Linked DNA regions of Mus musculus: region 1 is linked to region 2. A link is a contact called in public Hi-C data. All regions are on one chromosome and are shown on one strand. Each heading gives the region's core, a stretch centred on a gene start, on an enhancer-like site or on the middle of the called end of the contact. The rest is flanking DNA. Distances are from core to core; before and after follow the strand shown. Region 1 overlaps Col26a1 (collagen, type XXVI, alpha 1). Region 2 holds the start of Cux1 (cut-like homeobox 1).

Evidence for each region. Hi-C and Micro-C count contacts between places; a contact is called where the count stands out from the background.
Region 1: a Hi-C map of the C2C12 cell line shows a contact between it and region 2, with 2.6 times the contacts expected there. The contact joins the enhancer-like site here to the promoter of Cux1 in region 2. A contact is called at or near these places in 5 of 39 promoter capture datasets (the SN4741 cell line, embryonic stem cells and neural stem cells), 2 of 15 datasets of contacts at CTCF or cohesin (pro-B cells and stem cell-derived epiblast-like cells), 68 of 484 Hi-C or Micro-C datasets (the AML12 cell line, B cells, the Ba/F3 cell line and 32 more), 19 of 115 datasets of contacts at active chromatin or transcription factors (the 230-238 cell line, the SCID.adh cell line, astrocytes and 9 more) and 3 of 9 other capture datasets (embryonic stem cells, macrophages and pancreatic islet).

Annotation. Positions count from the first base shown.
Region 1 is chr5:136,759,320-136,762,155 of GRCm38.p6, reverse strand. All of the region lies in intron 4 of Col26a1 (collagen, type XXVI, alpha 1), which reads left to right. Among named protein-coding and RNA genes, the nearest start is that of Gm30654, 66 kb to the left of the region's middle. Within about 2 kb of position 1,340, at least 13 of the 459 cell types and tissues checked have an H3K27ac peak or open chromatin away from gene starts, as enhancers often do. A contact at or near this core is called in the C2C12 cell line, the HL-1 cell line, bone marrow-derived macrophages and 1 more, where this site is marked.
Region 2 is chr5:136,565,871-136,568,800 of GRCm38.p6, reverse strand. Cux1 (cut-like homeobox 1) reads left to right here and starts at 1,311. Exons shown (of 23, transcript NM_001291234.1): 1 at 1,311-1,623. The coding sequence starts at 1,561.

The DNA of each region.
Region 1 (2,836 bases), core at 91-2,590, 190 kb before region 2:
CATTAAGACTCTCCCCCCCCCCCCCTCAGGCTCCCCAGGGAATCGGTGTCTGTGACGCTTCGAGTTCTAAAGTGTCCCATCCTCACACTAAATCAATAATATAGAAGAGACAAGGGTTAGACAGCGTGCCCAGCAGACTTGTGCAGGGCTGCTGGGCTGTGTAGTTGCACAGAGGTCACCAGCTAAGCTGACTACTGGACAAAGCAGAAAGAGACTGCCGTGATCTATCGCTAATTACGCTTCCCCAGCCCTCTCTGGGACTCGCATGACAGATGCAACACAACTGGAAGATCTAGAGCAGTGGCTCTTCACCTGTGCGTCACGACCCATTCGGGAGTCAAACGACCCTTTCACAGGGGCTGCCTAAGGCCATTGGAAAACAGATATTTACATGATGATTGCAAAATTGCTGTTATGAAGTAGCACTGAAAATGACTGGGGAGGGAGGGTGTCACCACAGCACAAGGAACTGTGTCAAAGGGCTCCAGCATCAGGAAGGCCGAGAACCACTGCTCTAGAGCAAGGTATGAAGGGAAAGTTGGGGGAACAGGTGGCCATTAGGGTGGACTTCCCTTTGTCCCAGGCAGCATAGGCAAGAGGCCAGCAGGGCACCTGCTCCTCTCCTTTCCTGAGTCCCACTTCACAATCCACAAGAACTGGGAGGCACCCCAAAAAGTTTCTGCGTGTGAAAGTTGCACTGGTCTCTTGATGGAGGAAAGTAAGGACCAGGTTGTGATGACATCATCAGGTCACTGACACAGAATATCTGTAGTCTGGTTTTTTGTTTTGTTTTTTTACTTTTTCTTGAGTGTGTGTGTGTGTGTGTGTGTGTGTGTGTGTGTGTGTGTGTGTGCGCGCGCGCGCGCGCGCGCGCGCGCGTGCGCATGGTCATGAGTGCAGATATGCATGCCAGAGTGTGTGAGCAAGCACAGACAACTTGATGGAAGTCGCTTTTCTCCCTCCATGTGGACCCTAGGGGGCAAATTCAGGTCTGCAGGCTTGGCAGCAAGCTCAGGGGGTAACCCAGAGCCAGCACACCAGCCCATACTCCTACTTTCTTGGACTTGTGTCCACTTGTGTCCCTGTTAAGCTCAGTCTGGGCACAGATGGATTCCCCTCTTAGGACATCAGTCATGCTGAGCCAGGAGTTCAGGGGCTCAGGCTGAAGCAGATTCAGGTTTGACGGAGGCTGGGACACCTCTGCCTCCGTTCGTGGGCTCTGTGGGCCATGGTGGCCAAGTGGAAGCATCCAGAAGGAGTCAACTAACGAGCTGGGGGCAGGGTCCCTTTGAGGAAGCCCAGAACTTAGCAGGAAGAATACCTTGGTCAATCCTTAGCGGCATGGGGTAGACACTTCCTCTGGGATCCCTCTGACTTGATGATTGTCCTGGTCCCCACCAATCTTACCTCCTCCACAGCACCACCCCTCCACACCCCACCCCTGCCACCACACACACACACACACACACACACACACACACACACACACGTCCAACAACACAACTCTGTTCTCAGTAACCAAGCAAAACTGGGGAGCAGCCTTCTTCCCCCATCCCTAACAGAGGTCCCTGTCATGCCATGCTCGCATCTACTGTGCTGAGTCACCCATCCCATGCCACCCTCAGACACACATTCCTTCCGTTAAGTTACTTCCCTTCCCCTCTGCTGCGGCAGCATCCCAGCAGTAGCCTGAGCTCTGGGAAACCCACAGGCTGGGGCAGGATTCCGAACCCTCCCTTTCTGGTGGGAAACCTGGGAGGGGGTGGCAGGGTGTCAGGAGATCCGAGGCTGAGATCCTGGTCTGACCACCCACTCACTGGGTGACCTCAGAGGAGTTAAGTACAGTCTCTGAGTCTTGGTTTCCAGGTCATATATGAGAAAGATGCACAGAACCTTCCTGGCTCAAGGATCAAAGAGAGTGGCTTAGCTGAGTGGCCCTAGCGCCAGGTGGAGAGGAATCCCAGGTAGCTGAATTGGAAAGGCATACATACCTCCCATGAAACCTCAGGCTAGCCAGGTCCCAGGGTAGAGAAAACAGCTGTTTGGCCCATTGATTGCCAGCATCAGGGGGAGTAACGGGGTTCCCAGATGTACCCCTCTGCCCTAGGACCCATCGGACTCCAAGTCTGCCACCCAGAGCAGGGGTTGTCCTGTGTTCAGCCCAGGTACACAGCGCCCTCTGATGGACACTTCAGGAACAGCTAGGGCCCACTGGGTTTTGGAATTTTTATGTTGTTGTTGTTGTTAATTGGCACACAAAAGGGCTGGAGAAATAGCTCAGCATTAAGAGCACCCAGTGGTCTTTCCGAGGACCCAGATTCGGATCCTAGCACCCACATCACAGCTCGCAACTCCAGTTCCAGGGCTTCTGATGTTCTGTTCTGACCTCACGGTGCACAGACAGACATGCAGGCCAGATACTCACATACATAAAATAAAAACAAAAGCTCCAAAAGAGTCAGTGAGCCAAGCTGTGGGTCTCATTACGGTGTTTCCATACAGTGTTTCCATACATTACTTGAAAACTTGAATCAAGGGAAAGAGTTCCAGGCACAGGCTTCCAGTATTTGCCATCTTTGAGCCCCAGTTCCACTGAGAGGAGATGGCAGGGCATGGGGTACTGAGAGCCACTGCCTCAGTTTAGTGCCAACAGATGCCAAGAGCACCGAAACAGGCCATCTATACCTTTCTTTCCTGTCCATCTACCCACCTAACGACTCCTCCACCCATCCACCCATCCATCTGTCCATCCATCCATCCATCCATCCATCCATCCATCCATCCAACCACCCATCGAACCATCCATCTGTCCATCCATTCAACCATCCATCCATCC
Region 2 (2,930 bases), core at 62-2,561:
CGACCGCTGCATGGACACAGAGGCTTTTGGGTGCAGTTGCAAGACCCGGGAACACTTGTATTCTTTAAATCTCGGGGGGACTTTCATTTCCAACCTCGTTCTCCAAAAATATCGATCTCACCGCAACCGAATAACGCTAAGCCCTCAAACTTGGCTCAGAGAGCAATTATTTTCTACTGTCATGTTTGGTGTTCCATACAGACGTTATTTACATATAATTTTCAAGATTAAGGAATTTAGGGATTTGTCTTAACTAATTACACGTTCACCGAAGTGCAGCAAAGTGAAAACACTGTGTTCCTACTGTAAACGCAAACTCTCTGGTGTGAATAAATCCATTAAAGATGACGATCCTGAAACGCGTGCTTTGGGTCTAGAAGGAAATGTAAAGAGAACTTCCTTCCCCCCACTCCCGGTTTAAATGTGAGCGTTTTTGTTTTTTTTTTTTTTTCTTCTTCAAAACTTAGGAACGAGCGCTCAGTTTCAAGTGCACTGCACGCTCTCAAACTTTCTGCCTGCAAAGACGGAGGCGCGGAGTTGTGTGAACCCCAGAGGAAGTTTCTGGGGTTGTGTCGCAGAAGCATGGTTGGGACAGAGTTGTGCTCCAAGACTTGCCCCAGTCCTGGCGGACGCTGGAGCGGCTCTGAAGGGTGGGGAGGCCGTCGCCACTCGCTGATGTGTCCCGGTGCAAGTTGGGGATTGCAACGGAATGTGTAGGACGTGAATGGGAGTCGCGGCGGCAGCAGCCGCAGGCTCCAAGGCTTGGTGGTCAACCCCCTCCGCCCCCTTTACCACGACACAATTGCACTTCCTTGAATATGAAACACTGTTCACGACCGCTGTGGTCTGGAGGTCCCCCAGCTGGAGCGCATAGGGGAGCGGAGTGAGGTCACCCGCAGCCCCGGCGCGCGGGCTGGCCGGTGGGGTCCCGACCGCCGGCTGTGCAGGTGGGCTCCGCTCGCTCCACCGCGCGCACCGTGCGAAAGAGCGCAGCGCCCGCGCCCCGCTGCCGCAGCGCAGCCCACTGTCCTCAGGCGCGCAGAGCGAGGGGCACCTTATCCTAAAGCGCTGGCCACCGGCGACCGCGACCTTCCCGGGGGCGGGGGTGTTGGGGAGGGAGGGCGCCCTTTAGGTGAGCTGCGGGGTCCGGAGGAGACCCCGCAGCGCCCCCTCGAGGCCGGGCCGCCGTAGGGTCGCAGCGCGGCCTGGGAGGGGGGCTTGTGGCGGGGCGCGCGGGAAAAAGGGTGAGGGGTCGCGAGGGCCCCGGATGCCCGCGCTCGGGCTGTGGAGAGAGAGCGCGGCGCGCGCGCGTCAAGGCTGCCGCCGCCGCCGCCGCCGCGTTTCCCTCAGGCTTCGGACTCCATGGCTGAGGCGGTGGCGGCGGCGGCGGCGGCAGCGGCGGCGGCGCCGTGAGGAGGAAGGAGTCCGCGTCCGCGGTGGCTGAGGCGGCGGCCGGCTCCAGGCCGGGTTTTGGCGCCCGCCCGCCTGCTGCCTCCTGGCGGCTCCTGAACTCCAGCCCCCTCTCTATCAGCCTCTCACTCCGTCTCAATATGTCTCAAGATGGCGGCCAATGTGGGATCGATGTTTCAATATTGGAAGCGCTTTGATTTACAGCAGCTGCAGGTCAGGCTTCTCGGCGCTCGGCCTCGCGCCCGGGGGGTGAGGGCTGCGGGCGGTCGCGGCCTCCCTCAGGAAGGAGGGTGACACTCCGGGCTGCCAGGGCCCTGGCGGGGGTGCTGAGGCGACGGGGGAAAGCAGGAGGGGGGTGCCGGGAGAAGAGCGGGGCCGAGTCGGCGGCGAGTCCCTCGGGCTCCCCGGCTCTCATTGATCACTCGGCTTGATCAGAAATTGATCCTCTTTGTTCAATTCATCGATCAGCCCAAGATGGCGCCGGAGCCGCCAGCCGCCACCAACATCTTTGCCCCCCGGTGTCTGCCCCCTTCAACCCCGGAGGGTGTCTTCCTCCCCACCATCATCGCCATCATCATCCTCATCGTCCTCTCCGCCGCCGCCGCCTACCCCGCGCGCTGTCGTTGTCGCGGGACCCTGGTGGAGAGGAGGGGGGAGCGGCGGTCCCCCCCCCCCACGGGGGCTCAGTGGGAACTCGCGCGCGCTAAAGAGGGGGACGCGCCACGGGGTGGCTCTGGAGGGGTGGCAGGGCTGCAAAGAAGGGGAGCTGCGGGACGCTAGTCCCCCTCGCGCCAGTCACGTCCTTCCTTCCCCCCGGCTCAGCCCCGTCGTATTCCCGGGGAAAGTTTGTGGGGAGTTGCTGGTGGGGGGTGAAGCGCCTGTCTCTCTCTCTCTCTCTCTTTCCTCTGTCTCCTGGAGGAGAGAGTCGCGGACCGCCGCCGCCGCCGCCGCCACTGCCCCGCCGGCGCGGCGGAGCTGGAGCTGGTGGCGCTGTGGTGCCGCCGGCTCCGGGGGAGGGTCAGATCGGCCACCGGCGGCTGGCGGCGGTGGCGGCGACGGCCAGGCTGGCGGGTGGCCCCTTGTCGTGAAGACGGCGGGTGGCTTGGAGCTCCTGGCTGCTCCTTGATCGTTCCCCTTGGGCCCAGCTGCCACCATTCCTCTTTCCACTACTCCCGTAAGGGATTGTCAACCGGTGTCGCCCCGGCCAGGGCACCGGCTACCCGGTGTGGCGGGTCCCTCCCCCACCCCGTTTGTTTACGTCCCGGGGCCAACCCGCAAGCCCCGCGCTCTTTTGTGTGTCTTCTGCGTGAAAGTGACTGCGGAGCTGGATCTGTCCCCCTTTTTTGCGCCCGGGGACTTCCCCGGGAAGGGGTTGTGGGGGAAGCTTTGGAAGGGAAAAACTTGGCTTGCGGGGGGACACCGGTGGGTCGCGCAGAGTGCGGGATCGGCCCGGGAGAAGGGAAAAGGTGCGGGAGAAAGGCTGCAACTTTCCACCGAGCGCAGGCCGCTGCGTGACCCGG